Regions from separate parts of the Sus scrofa genome. Here regions 1 and 2 are each linked to region 3. The links are chromatin contacts, called in public HiChIP or PLAC-seq maps. All regions are on one chromosome and are shown on one strand. Each heading gives the region's core, a stretch centred on a gene start, on an enhancer-like site or on the middle of the called end of the contact. The rest is flanking DNA. Distances are from core to core; before and after follow the strand shown. Region 1 has its middle 32 kb from the start of BHLHE40. Region 2 holds the start of BHLHE40 (basic helix-loop-helix family member e40). Region 3 overlaps LOC106505661 (a long non-coding RNA gene).

The links. HiChIP or PLAC-seq counts read pairs in DNA pulled down with a chosen protein or histone mark.
Region 1: an H3K27ac HiChIP or PLAC-seq map of alveolar macrophages shows a contact between it and region 3. The contact joins two enhancer-like sites. A contact is called at or near these places in 1 of 47 Hi-C or Micro-C datasets (fetal skeletal muscle) and 1 of 2 datasets of contacts at active chromatin or transcription factors (alveolar macrophages).
Region 2: an H3K27ac HiChIP or PLAC-seq map of alveolar macrophages shows a contact between it and region 3. The contact joins the promoter of BHLHE40 here to the enhancer-like site in region 3. A contact is called at or near these places in 1 of 5 promoter capture datasets (liver), 14 of 47 Hi-C or Micro-C datasets (alveolar macrophages, embryonic fibroblasts, epiblast stem cells and 5 more) and 1 of 2 datasets of contacts at active chromatin or transcription factors (alveolar macrophages).

Annotation. Positions count from the first base shown.
Region 1 is chr13:61,558,055-61,562,236 of Sscrofa11.1, reverse strand. No RefSeq gene overlaps it. Among named protein-coding and RNA genes, the nearest start is that of BHLHE40, 32 kb to the right of the region's middle. Within about 2 kb of position 2,141, at least 23 of the 83 cell types and tissues checked have an H3K27ac peak or open chromatin away from gene starts, as enhancers often do. A contact at or near this core is called in alveolar macrophages, where this site is marked.
Region 2 is chr13:61,524,837-61,529,492 of Sscrofa11.1, reverse strand. BHLHE40 (basic helix-loop-helix family member e40) reads right to left here and starts at 1,481. Exons shown (of 5, transcript NM_001245010.1): 1 at 1,136-1,481; 2 at 900-969; 3 at 541-648. The coding sequence starts at 1,215. LOC106505661 (a long non-coding RNA gene) reads left to right here and starts at 655. Exons shown (of 12, transcript XR_002337646.1): 1 at 655-829; 2 at 976-1,139.
Region 3 is chr13:61,451,515-61,456,344 of Sscrofa11.1, reverse strand. It overlaps LOC106505661 (a long non-coding RNA gene), which reads left to right. Exons shown (of 12, transcript XR_002337646.1): 6 at 2,541-2,606. Among named protein-coding and RNA genes, the nearest start is that of BHLHE40, 74 kb to the left of the region's middle. Within about 2 kb of position 1,329, at least 1 of the 83 cell types and tissues checked has an H3K27ac peak or open chromatin away from gene starts, as enhancers often do. A contact at or near this core is called in alveolar macrophages, where this site is marked.

The DNA of each region.
Region 1 (4,182 bases), core at 892-3,391, 110 kb before region 3:
AACGAGGACACTTTGGGGACTGAAAGGGGGTGCTGTTTTTAACCACAAAGGAACCAGACAGCCCAGGGGAAATGAGCGTACACCCCTCCCCAACATTAGAGCAGAGGTCCTGGACGTCTTTGCACTTCCCACATTTCCTGCCACATAAACGCCCATAAGTGATAACAAGGAACATTTCTGGAGTTCCTGTCGTGGCTCAGTAGTTAACGAACCCAACTAGCATAAATGAGGATGCAGGTTCAATCCCTGGCCTCGCTCAGCGGGTTAAGGATCTGGCATTGCTGTGAGCTGTGGTATAGATCTCATACACAATTCAGATCCCGAGTGGCTGTGGCTGTGGCATAGGCTGGAGACTACAGCTCCAATTCGACCCCTAGCCTGGGAACCTCTATATGCCACTGGAGCAGCCCTAAAAGACAAAAAGACAAAAAAAAAAAAAAAAAAAGGAACATTTCTAGAGTGGTTATTTAACATGTTAGCTCATACAGCACCCCTGAGAACCCTGTGAGGTCAGTTCCCTTCATTTTGTAGGTGAGGACACTGGGGCAGGAGATGTTAGTAATGTGTCTCGACCATGCAGGTAGGAGGGGGAACCCAGGTAGTGTGAGTCTAGAAGCATTTGTGTTGGCTAAATCAATAATCACTTCTGGAGTCCCTGCTGTGGCTCATCATGTTAAGAACCTGACATAGAGTCTCTGAGGATGTGGGTTTGATCCCTGGCCTTGCTCAGTGGGTAAGGATCCAGCTCTATAACAGCATTGCTATGGCCCTCGTTGGGGAACTCCCATATGCCATAGGTGTGGCCCTAAAAGAAAAAAAAAAAAATCATTTCTCAGGATTATTCCTGGCTCTAAATATCTGTGGCTCTTTTAATTTTCTTTCTTTTGGTTTTGTTTGTTTGTTTTTGCTTTTTAGGGCTGCAGGTGTGGCGTATGGAAGTTCCCAGGCTAGGGGCAAATTGGAGCTGCAGCTGCTGGCCTATGACACAGCCACAGCAATGTCTGATCCGAGCCTCACCTGCAACCTACACCACAGCTCACGGCAGTGCCGGATCCTTAATCCACTGAGCAAAGCCAAGGATTGAACCCACATCCTTATGGATATTAGTCAGGCTCTTAACCCCTTGAGCCACAACAGAAACTCCTAATTTTCTTTTTTTTTTTTCTTTTCCTTTCTCTCCCGAGTCTCTCTCTCTCTCCTTTTCTCCTGTCCTTCTTTCTGACTCATATTTCCTTCTCTCTCTATTACACAAGCCTATGCTCACTCTTTGTCTCTCCCATCTTTGTCTCCGTGTACCTACGTGGCTTGCTCTTGAGCTGTCTCTGTTTCTTTCTCTCAGTCTTCCTAGACTCTCTCTCACTGTGGACAGAGGCACACAGGCCCCCACTGTGTTCAGTGGTTGGGCTGGTGGCTCCACACTCCAGCCTTTGCCTCTGTGCTGGTGCAAAAAACTGGCTGGCAGTCTTGGCTCTCAGTGGACATACCTGCAAAGGGAGGCTGGTCTTCACCTGGCTTTTCTTTACAGGAGATGGACAGGTAGGTAGGACGAATGGTGCATCTTGCTGTCTGGCAAGAGGAGGGTAACTAGACTACATCTATCACTAAAGTAATCCCACCAACGTGCATGATCCCAGCACTTGAAACAAATGTCTGGAAGGGAGAGGATAGTCTAGGAATATTCTTTTGACCCCAAGGGAAAAGGCAACTCTTTCTTAATGACTAAAAGTGCAGAAAAGCAAGAGGCTGTGAGAAAGTGATTCTTCCCAGTAAAGTGAGTGGAGAATTATGAGGAAAGCACAGAAAAGGGGAGAGAGAGGAGAAGGGAAACTAAACAGGAGCCCTTGGTGGCCCAGGGAGGAGTAGCTGAGAGAGGAGTGCAAAGAAGGGAAGGGGTGACACAGAGTTTTAAAAATTCACAGTGAGACTTCAACACCTTCAGGCTCAGGCAACCTCCTGATAGGCTATTCTTGGGAAGAGCACACACTTCTTGAGGAATGGAGGAGGAGAAGACCCCTAGAGAGCAGGACCACAGAGTGCAGATGTTCAAGCTCAAATCCCAGCCTGGGCCCCACCCTCTTTTCACCTTGGTTTCCAAGTGGGTGTTTTGGCCACTGGAGGGGAAGTGTTCAGACAGAGCTCGGCTGGTGGTGGTGAGTCACGGCCCCACCCAGGCCCTGCCAGCCCCGGGGGGCCTCTCGCCCACAGGGCTGGCAGCAGCTGCTGGGTGTTATCAGGAACGACAAGGCAGCAGGGGCCAGGCAGGCCATTCACATTCCCTCCATATGACTTGTGGCCACAGGATCTAGTTCCCAGCCCTTTTGCTCCTCTGGCTCCATTGGACCGGGCCATTAATGGTGAGCCAGCTGCAAGTGTTTGTTTCAATGTCAACAGTGCAAGGAAGACAACCCTGTAGAGCAGGATCAGCCTAGCTGTAAGGAGCTGTAAGGTCTGTCACTAAGCAGTTTATCAGCCACCTCCTTTCACTTGCAAGCCCTGAGAGGCCAGGAGTCCTGTTGTGGACCCCACAGCATACCTAGCACATGACATGAAGGCTGGTATACAGTAGGTGCTCGATAACTGAATGAATTAGCATGCACTCAAATCTGCCTGCTTTGGAGTTCCCTAGTGGTGCAGTGGGTAAGCATCTGGCATTGTCATTGTCATTGCAGTGGCTCTGGTTGCTGCTGTGGCACAGGTTTGATCCCTGGTCTGGGAACCTCCATATGCACATGTCATGGGTGTGGCCAAGAAAGCAACCAAAAAAAAAAAACCTTGCAAATCTCCTTGCAGCTCCTGACTAGTTGTGTGACCCTGCCCAGATCCTTAACCTCTCTGAGCTGCCATTTCTATCGTCAGTGCAAGGGAATAGTACCAGTAAAAGTATAAGAGAACAGACTAGGGGCGTCATCCCACCCCAGCCCCCACTGTGAAATAAGATAGTGGCGAGGGGTTGGGGGGGTGGGAGCATCGAGTCTGCAGCTGTCATTCAAATCTGAGAGGGGGTGCGAATGGAGGGAAAGTGTTCATGTTTGGAAATTCTGTAGCTTCTGTGGCTGGTAGTTCCATGTGCATCGTACAGATGTTACTTTTCAGGAAGATGGTGTGGTGATGTGGTTAAGAGCTCATGTTCTGAAGGCCCAGGACCTGGGTTCTAATCCTGCCTCCACCCCTCGATTCCTGTGTGATCCTGGGCAAACAGCTTCATCTCTCTGAGCTTGTTTTTCTGGGTGTAAAACAAAAGTTCTCATTAGGTTTCCATGAGATCCATCCCAGGCTGACCCTGACAAGAAGTTAAGGAGAGGCTCAGTGCGTGTTAACCATGATCATCAGTTTCCACCCGCAGCCCCATGAAACAGATGAGACTCTCCCCAGGGTGCAAAAGAGGAAACCCCAAGCCGGCCAGGTGGAGAGGCGTGCCTGACAGCAGACCCATAACTAGACAACTCCTGCCACTGAGGCCCCCCACAGCTGCCAGAAATAAGGTGCTTGCCCTCTCTGCCTCCACGCTCTGTCCCCTGGGGTGGGGGAGAAGTGAAACACGAACCCACCAGGGTAAGAAAGAGGAGAAGGAACTGGCGGAGGTGAGGAGAGGCAAGTGGCCCTAAATCCTGTCAAAGGACAGTCTAGGGCAAGGTCAAGTCCAGGTCGGTGAGAGAGTGGAGGTGGTGGGAGGATAGTGTGACAAGCAGTGGGGGACGGGTGACTGAATCGGCTAGCGGCCGAGGGGTGAGGAGCTGGTCCTGAGAATGCGGAAGGAAACTCTTTTTATCAGCATTAACAAGAACAGAGAGGGAAGTGTTTGCATCTGGCCCAATACCTCAGCTGTGACCTCCTGTCTCTAAGGACAGAGGTCCCTGCAAACTCTGCTTTCAAAACTCTCCTGGGAGAAAACCCATGGCCCTGATTCTTAGAAACTGTCCTCATCCCAACAGAATAAACAGCTCAGTGGCCTTTTGACTTTTTGACCAGTACCTGCTGTACCTTCAGCCTCTAATGAGAGTGGGCATTCCCCATGCTTTCAGCCTACCCATTTTACCAATGAGAAAACCAAGTTGAAATCTGGCCTCTGGTCCTAGCTTTGCTGCTCCTAGCTCTTGGGTCTGAGTGGTTTCACCAACCAAACCTCCGTGTTCCCATTCATCAAGTTGAGGCGGTTAGACCACATCTTCTTTTTCACCCTTC
Region 2 (4,656 bases), core at 232-2,731, 73 kb before region 3:
TTCTTTCCTGACACCCTGTCATAACTTCCAGTTCATCTAAGTTTTTTCTTCCCCCTAAATACTTCTTTTTTTTTCCCTTTCCCCAACCAAAGGCTGTCAAGCTAGTAAGCTGTTGACCATTGCCAAGAAAGGACAGGATGTTTAAAAAAAAAAAAAAATCACACACCCAAACAAGTCCTCTCATTTTAAAAAGAGATGGGGAGGAAAGAGGTTAAGAAAAATTGCAGGTTGCTTGGTTTGCTCAAGTTAGGAAATCAAGAGAACCTTGAAAATCACCAGAACGGTGAGCCTTAAACTCTTGCAAAGGAAGGCCAGCCGGTGTTGGTGCCAACTGGAGAAATACAAACGGTTTTCACCTTATTTGCATGAGGCTGCCAGAAAATTCTGAGGACTGGGGAAGTGTACCCCAAATAGCCACCCAGCAGCTCGAATCCAGCCGTCTGGCCTGCAGTTCCCGGCGGGACCTGCAGGCGGCGAGTGACCCCCGACCGCCCTCTGGGCAAAGGAGCTGGTTTGGAGAAGGGCCAGCTTCTCACTTACTGTAAGTTTGAGATGTTCGGGGAGGAGATCCTTCAGCTGGGCGATGCACTCGTTAATCCGGTCACGTCTCTTTTTCTCGATGAGCCGGTGCGGCAGTTTGTAAGTCTCCTGCAAGGCGCACGGGGAAATGGTGGGCTCCGGAGGAGGAGGATGAGAAGCCCTTTTCCTCCCTTACCCCGCGGCGCGAGAAGAGTAGGGGCAAATGAACAGAGTCACACCCAGAACTACCTTCTTCTCCAAGCCATCCAGGCACGGACCCCGCACCTTGCATACCCCCTCCAACCTCAAAGTGAGAAAAGTTTTCTTGGGAACTCAGTGCGTGCTAGGGGCTGGGGTCCCCAGGGGTCCGGGGCCCTTACCTTGCTGTCCTCGCTCCGCTTTATTCCCCGCCTCGACTTGTACACTTGATACATGTGGGCAAAATCCATCCTGCAGGGAGAGGGACGAAGAAGGGTCGTGACTTTGCCTGCGCACCCGCTGCAGGAACCCTGGCGGGCATGAACCCGCATATGCGCCCAGAGCGATTCCGAGTTGAAAGTCGCTCAGAACGCAGGACTGGAGTTGAGGCTTGAAGGGGCCGGGGGTGTCAACTTACCCTGGTAGGTCTCCAGGCTCCAGTCCTGGTGCTTTGGGCAGGCAAGCGGGGGGCGGCTGCGCGCTGGGTATCCGCTCCATGGCGCGGCGAGCCGGGGCCACTGTGCGCTCCTGTCTGCAGTGGCAGAGAGTCCGGTGAGGACTGTCCTGGAGAGGTTTCGAGGGGTCTCTCCTCAGGAGTTCCTCTGAGTCTGAGCTCCCTGAAATCCTCCGGCTGCCCGGAGCTTCGGCTTTGAGGTGTTGCTTCAGTTGGGGGCGTGCATGGTGTCCCCGCGGCTTCTGGCTCAGGCTCTGCGCACAGACTGGCGATGTGTGCTCCCTGCGCCGTCTGCGCTGTGCGAGCCAAGTGAATGAGAAGTGGGGCGGGCGGGGAGGCGGGAGGGAGCGGGGGGGGGGCGGTTAGGGTGGAGTGGGGGGGTGGGGGGAGAACGAGCCGAGGAGTAATGGAGAGGCTGCGGGCTGGGTTAAATGGGAGCGAGTGGGTGGGTTGGAGCTACGTGTTCTACCCTGTGACTCCAGGCACGTCTGGCCGCTGCCGGGGAGGGAAGGAGCGACCTGCCCGCCCTCCCCCGGCTTCATCACATGAGTCTCACGTGTTGGACAACGCTCCCGCGGCTGCGAGGGAGCCCCCACCCCCAGCTCCGGCCCCCAGGTGTCTGCGGCTGCCTTTCCCCGAAGAGGGGGTGGCAGCGCGGCCTGGGTCCTGCCCAGCCGGGTGGGGGGCGCGGAAGCTGGAAGGGCCCGGGGAGCCGGGGGGGGGGGGCAGGGAGGGGAGGTTGGTAACGTGGGCGAACCTGCCCCAGGGAAATGAAGTAAGTTCCCGTCTCCTGGGAGGGAAGGGGGAGGACGGATCCGCCCGCCTCTGACTCAAGCCGGGAGAGGAATATCCCCTCGCTCGCTCCAGCCCAACCCGTTTCCTCCTCCCCCCGCGCGGTCCGCTCGGAGGAACCAGCGCTCAGCCGAGGGAGTCGCCCGGCCCCCCTGCCTTCCCCAGGGGCTGGGGTTTCTTTCGGTGCCGGCTTCCCTGCCCCCACCCTCCAGCCCAGAGTCCAGGAATCGCCCGACGTGGGGAGGGGCCGAGGGGCGGGGCGGATGTCACCCCATGGGAAGCGGGCTGGCAGCCAAGCGCAGGGGCAGCCGAGGCCGCCGCCGAGCACGCTCTGCGCACCTGATCCGAGAGGCTGCGTGCGGCGGGCCCCTGGCTCCCCCGGAGTTCCGCTCCCGGGCACAGCCTGAGCGCTGGCGGGCACCCACTTGCCCACCCCCCAGGGTGCTCCAGAGTACCCCCCCCCCGCGCGCCTTGGACTAGTCAAGCACAGAAAGATACCCGGCGCGGAGCCCTGCGTTCCCTCCCTTCTCTGCCCCCACCGGAGCGGAGGCGCTCGGGTCGCCTCCCCTCGGGCTGCAACGTTACACAACCGTGGCGGCGGCGCCTGCCCTGCAGCAGCGCGGGGCGTGACACTTCACGTGGCCGGAGCTCGGGCCGCAGCGTCCCCGACTTCGAGCCCCTCTGCCCAGACCGGGGGACGGAGAGCCCCGGGCCGGTGTGGCCCGCCGGAGTCTGCCGTCTCCCTCCCTCCGGGAACTTCGGCGGTGCCGTGTGGGATCCTCACCCGGAGATGGAGGAAAGGGAGAGAGACTAGGAAAAACTATCTGCCCTTCACAGTGACATCTTAGCATTCATTCATTCTACACGCATTTGTTGACTTCCCTACCCTGTGCCAGGCATTGTCCCCGTTGCTAGACACACCGTGGGGGAATCCAACGCAGATTCTGCCCTTGAATTTACAGGAACCTCTGGGAAGATAATACCTTGGGCAAGGCAGCCCTGGAAAACGATATCGGTGCCATTGGTGGACAGAGGAAAAAAAGATAAAGTGTTTTTGTTTTGGGGGGTTTCCTACTAAAAATGGTATTTAATGCTAACCAAGACGCCTGGGTAGAGGAGGGATGAGAAGTTAACACACTGCCCGGAGCTTGGGGCAGAAAGGTCTCTTCCCAGCGGCCCGAGATCTCCGCAATTTCACTTAGGTCGCCTGAGGCCCCCACCTACCTTCCCCGGAAAAGTCCGGCCTCTGTGACCTTCTAACTCAGCCTGGAGCAAGGAAAACAGCTGAAACTCCAAGCGCGCGGCGTGAGCATCGCTGATGCAGTCAGAGGAGGGAGCCAGTGGAAATTCATGACTAAAATAAGGCCTGGCTGGGGATTTCACTGACCTCTACGCTGCCCTGCCCTGCAAGTTCGGGGAGTTGAGAGATGACTGTAAGCCTTTCCCACTGCGCCTCGGGTCAGTCACCCCGCTGCTGAGTGACCTGGCTGTGGGAAGGCTTGAAAAAGATGGGGTGAGACCCGTGAAGATTAGCCTAGAGTGCAGTTTGGGTGGGTGGGTGTTGGGGAAGGGGGAGGGTGGTCAGTATTAATTGGCAGTGTCCTTGACAACCTAAAGAACTGGGATTCACACGTTGACCAGACTGGGAGTGGATTTCCTTCAGGTCGCTTTGGAGAGTTCCCACTTCCTGTTTATGTTTCGCAAGCGTCAAATTCATTAGCAAGTGTGAGAAATGCCTCCTTTTCTAACTGCTAACTGGCTGACCTCACTGGGGCCGGGGTAGGGGGTGGGGGGGGTGCGGATTGGGGGCTCAGCATTCCTCCTTTCTGGAATGTACCTTCGTGGCTTTTGTTATCAGCCATCTCTCTGGGGGCAGTGACAGCGGAGGCACCGAAGCTTCCTGCCGGGAGGTGGGCCGCAGAACCCTGGGCAGGAGGGCACTGGAGTCTGTCCTGGGTTTGTGCTTTCAGTCTAGGTTGACCTGCTCCATTGTGAGACTTTAATAAGGGTGGAGAGTTGTTCTGACTGTGCCCAAACCACAATTCCACCAGGAAATAAGCACTGGGGAAGGAACACATGTCCCCTCATTGTCACTGCACCCCCCCATGCCAAGAGTGAACCCAGACAGTTCAGATTCTTAGAATGCTTTGAAGTTATCAATACTTTGTGCCCTTACCTGACCTACAACTGGAAGTAACAGTCATTTCCTACTTATTTGTTCCAAGTGCAATTTGTCACAAATCATCCCCATCCTACCAAAGTTTGACCGTATCCAGATGTTATATTATTTTTGATGTTTTCTTCTCTCAATAGCTTATGATGATGCTTTATTGATTTAAACAAAATAATGCCTTTCCCCAGTGCATCTTTCCATCCTGAAGAATCTTAATATTTCCATTCGTTGCTTTTTGTAGATATGTGTTTAGTGCTTACCATATGCTAGTTTTTAGACTATATGTAAAAATATTGTGTATGTTAATTTACTCCTTGCCACCACCTTATAAGGTGCGTATTAGCTCATTTTCACATTCACCACATATTTATTGAAAACCACTAGGTGTAGAGCACTGAACAAATCCTAGGAATATGTAATGTGTCCTCTAGAGGAAACTGAGGTTCAGGGATGTTAAATTACTTGCCCAGGTTATAGAACCTGAAATTAAATCTGGAACTAGACCCCAGGTTTGCTGGGC
Region 3 (4,830 bases), core at 80-2,579:
TGTTTGGCTCAGTGCTACTCAGGAAGCTCTGCTAATTACCTACTTCTCCCAGGGGTAGGCTGGCAGCTCAGCTATTCTGATGCTGTGTCACCTAAATCTTAAGAGACAGACACTGCTGGGAACTAGAGCTCGAAAGTCAAGCAGATGTGAGACATGATGCTTCCCTGCTTCCCCCACCCATGAGTTCCCCTCGGCATAGCCTGTGTAAGCAGTAGCTATCCAGCAAACCACCGCTCTGCCCCAGACTGAGAACACTTCCAAGGTCAGCTGGAAAGAAGAAAGAGGAAAGTCCCTTTGGGAGACCTCCAGATTGGTAACCTGGGAGGATGCAGGATGGAGGAGCAAGCTGTTCTGGGAGGGGAGCCTCGACCTGGGAGCTGGCTGGGCTGTGTAGCCTTAGGGTGGAGTTTTCTTTAGTAAGTGGCCACATTTGAGTCTTGGGTCTCATTCTTAGAACTGAGTAGGTTGACTTTTTGACTTTGGCAGGATCAAGAGGAAAGAGCAGGGTGACTGCTCACCTCTCCTTTCAGGCAGGAACTAGAGGTCATAATACCCTCTTCCTGACACCAGACCAGCATTCTTAATAGGCAGAAACCCTACTCACTCCTTTGCTTGGCTTAACTGGTGGCTTCTATATTTATTGAAAAGCAATCAGGTGGCCTTTACATGGACTCCCTTATTTTAATCCTCACAACAGCCCTATAAGTTAAATATTGCTATTATTTTCAACTCACAGATGAGGGAAGTCAGATTCAGGGAAATTAAATAAGATGGCAAAAGACAGAGTCAGGATTTGAAATCAAGTGTCTCCATTGATAATCATGCTTTGTACCACTACACTTGGCTCTTATGAAAATTAATGGCAAACCTCAATATTTCTAAATAAAGATGAGCAAAGAGGTTAAAGTTATCTCTATATATTGAATACTTCTGGTAATTTTACCTATTAACATATTTACTCTAGAATGTGGGTTTTACTTATATTGGCAGAGCTCCTTTCTCTGGGGCTAGTTGTGAACTCCACTTAAAGCCATAATATTTTTTCTTTAGTGATAGTTATATTCACAAAAGACTTTGAAACATCCATAATGGATTACCTACCATGTTTATTTTACAGTGCTCTGAAGACTGTTTTACCTTGACTATAATTCTAGAATTATAGTTTGTAACATTATTCGAGATGCCAGATGTGTGTATATGTGTGAGTGAGTGTGTGTGTTTATGAATAATATGATTTCTTTGTGGGTGTGAATTTCACCCTTTCTGTGATTTCTGTTGCCCTAACCATATTGCTAGGCAACACCAAGAAACACACAACCCACATTCTCCTAATTCTTTTTCATATTTCACACATGGACTTCTGCTTTTCTATGCAAGCAGTGCCACACCAGTGGGTTTACAATTTTGGATGTTTAAGCCCTCGGGTATTCACTCGGATCTAAGCTAAGTGACCATAACTATCAGAAACTGCCAGAAAAGGAGTTCTTGTTGTAGCTCAGCGGGTTAAGAATCCAACTAGTATCCATGAGGATGCAGGTGAAATCCCTGGCATTGCTCAGTGGTTTACGGATCCAGCATTGCCACAAGCTGTGGCATAGGTCACAGATGCAGCTCAGATCTCGAGTTGCTTTGGCTGTGGCACAGACCTGCCCCTGCAGCTCTGATTGGACCCCTATCCTGGGAACTTCCATATGCTGCAGGTGAAGCCAAGAAAGAAAGAAAGAAAAAGAAAGAAAGAAAGAAAGAAAGAAAGAAAGAAAGAAAGAAAGAAAGAAAGAAAGAAGGAAGGAAGGAAGGAAGGAAGGAAGGAAGGAAGGAAGGAAGGAAGGAAGGAAGGAAAGAAAGAAAGAAAGAAAGAAAGAAAGAAAGAAAGAAAGAAAGAAAGAAAGAAAGAAAGAAAGAAAAAGAAAAAGAAAGAAAAGAAACGAAACTGTCAGAAAAGAGGAAGAGCTGGCATAAGGCAAAGACAACTATTTGTTTTAAGTCTTTGGCTGATAATTCATTGGTGAAATGCAACGTGATTCTTGTAGGTGACATCAAGGAGATGGTACTGGCTTCCTTCCAAAGTACTCCAGGGACTTGGAGGGTAATTTTGTATGGAATACTCTTTCTGATACTGGTGATGTCACACATGTACAATTTGCCAGATGAAAATCAGGTGTACATCTCAGTCAACAGAGAGACCAGTATTTTCAGGTCAGGCTCTGGAGTTTAGCAGAGTACAGTTATTTAATGGACACTGCATCACAGGCTGAAGTCATGTACAGTCTTCCTGCCCTCTGTTTGTAGGGTAAAGTCATAGACTTCACTAGGCATGGACCACGCTAGAATTGGGCCTATAGTGGACAAACACAGAACACTTTATCACTACAAAAAAGATCCTTGGTTTTTTCTTATCCACTCAAGCCAAAACTTAGGAGATCACAGGAAGCAGAACTTTGAAGTCTTTTCACAGCTGACCCACATGACTTAAGAAGCAACATTGCCCAGGTCAGAAAATCTTTGCTGAGGCTCTGAGCTGAGTTTTTCATTTATTGCAGGTACTAATGATACCTCTTTAGTACTGCCCTGGAGACCGATTGCTCCATAGAAAGATTTTCAATAAGGTAAGCCTGCAGCCAGAGTTCCTTTTGCCTTTTGCAGTTATTAATTCCTTTTGCTAGAATTAATAGAGCTTAAGCAAACTAGATGTTTGAAAATATGCACCTCTGTTTTGTGCTGTGAATAACCAGCCAGAGGCATTTTAAATTATGAGGGTGACTAAGAAAATAAGATCTTTGCTATTGTGCAGAGAAATCTGAAGAATTTTATCCATCCTTCAGTTCTTTCTAAATGGCTCATTGTATGCTATCTGTATGGTACGACTCTAGGACAGATTTCTGTCTGAACTTCACAGCATGGGTGGAAGAAAGTAATTTGGCCTTTAGTTTTTCCTGGCAGTCGGTGCCAGTCCATTTATATGGTATGTTCGCAGGAGAGCTGACAAGTGTTGAAAGGTTTTATTCGATATGCATTTTTTTTAAAGTAGAAAAAAAATCCGTAAAAATAGGTACTTTTAAGCTAGTTTTCCAAGTTTTTCTGAAGATCATACCCAGTTCTGTTTCATTAAGGAGTTCTACCTCAAATAGACTAACCAGATATGTTGAACAGTCTGGGCCGTGTTTAATATTCCTGATAAAACCATGTACTGTATGGGTAATTTTTAATGATACAAATGCAAAATCACATTATTTTTCTGTGTAACTTGTAAAAGCCATTCCTTCTAAAATGGGGATGCTTATGCTAATTTGTTATAGTTAGTGAGTTGCAGGCAGCTCTGTGAATTTACTTTTCTTGGCAGTTCTAGAATATCCTGCCATAACACATACTGAAAAACTGTTTGATGGGTTATGAAAATCTGGATGTACTAAAGGTACATCTTGTGCAAACCATAAAATAAATACATGATTACATTTTTTAAAAATCTGTTATCTTATCAGGTTAAGGAAATTGTCATTATAACCACCCAAGGAAAATTAAACCATTTTGAACAGAAGATACACTTTCCATTTGTACATCCTGTAAATATTTTTAATATCCAAAGCTGACTCCATTTTGCTGGTCTTTCTGAAAACAAAAACAACAAAAACAAAAACTACCTCCTGGAGGTAAATTGCATTCCATCTAGAATCCACCTTGAAGATAGGTAACATCTCTTGACCTTAGTTGATATTCTTAGTGAAGTGTATGAAGTGCTAGTTATCAAGATTATTGGTGCAAAATGTATTTTAAGATTTTTATCATTATTTCCCACCAAGCTAGCATCTAGGAGCTTAGATTTCTAACAGATGAAAAGATGTTGGGAAGAAACAAAGGCAATTCATTTATCCTCTTACTCAACAAATACATACTAAGAATCTACTAGGTACAGAGCCCCTTGTTACATTCTCTTGGGGCCTGGGGAATACTCTATGAAGAATGGGAGAGATTTAAGTTCACATCACTATATTCTTTCATGGAGACAAAACATGAAGCAACAAAATTTGCAATTAATTACTTAATAATTATGGGAAGTGTTTCAAAAGATACCTCCAGGGCAGGATGAAGGCAGAGAACTGCAGTGGGGTGGAAGAAACAGATTTTTTTTTTAAGGGGAATTCTTTTTTTTCTTTTTTTTTTTTTTTTTTCCCGTCATGCCCATGGTATGTGTAAGTTCCTGGGCCAGGGATCGAACAAGAGCCATAGCAGTAACCTGAGCCACAGCAGTGACAACGCTGAGTCCTTAACTGCTAGGCTACCAGGGAACTCCTAAAGGTAGTTCTTGAAGTTTAAATTGTGTTTGGAATGAACTGGGATAAATTCTTGATTGTGTCAAGTTAAAAAAAAAAAGAATTATTATTGTATTTAATGGTAAAGAATCAAAAGACCTCTAAGAGAAATAGGGTGTAGTTTAGTGATCATCTTATATGGGCAGGAAAAGATCCTTGCATATGCTGAAGACAATTTCTTACCACTTGAAGGAACAATTTTTAATCTCAGGGTAAAAGTAAGATATTATATTCCACTTAAGGAGGAAAAATGGATAACAAATGCAGATGGCCAATTAACTTCTTCAGTTAAACTTCATGCATGTGATAAAAAATATAAAGTTTAACATAAAAAAAACCCTTTTAACATGCTTATATGCTTATACAACTTCAAATTGATTAAAATTCTTCAGTGACAAGGTTGGGCTCCTTGATTAGTGAATGTGCTCGTAAATTTCTAAGCAAAATGGAATAATTATATTTGAAGCTGAGACATAAGGACAGAATTATATGAAGAAAGCCTACAGTGACTAAAGAAAAGTCA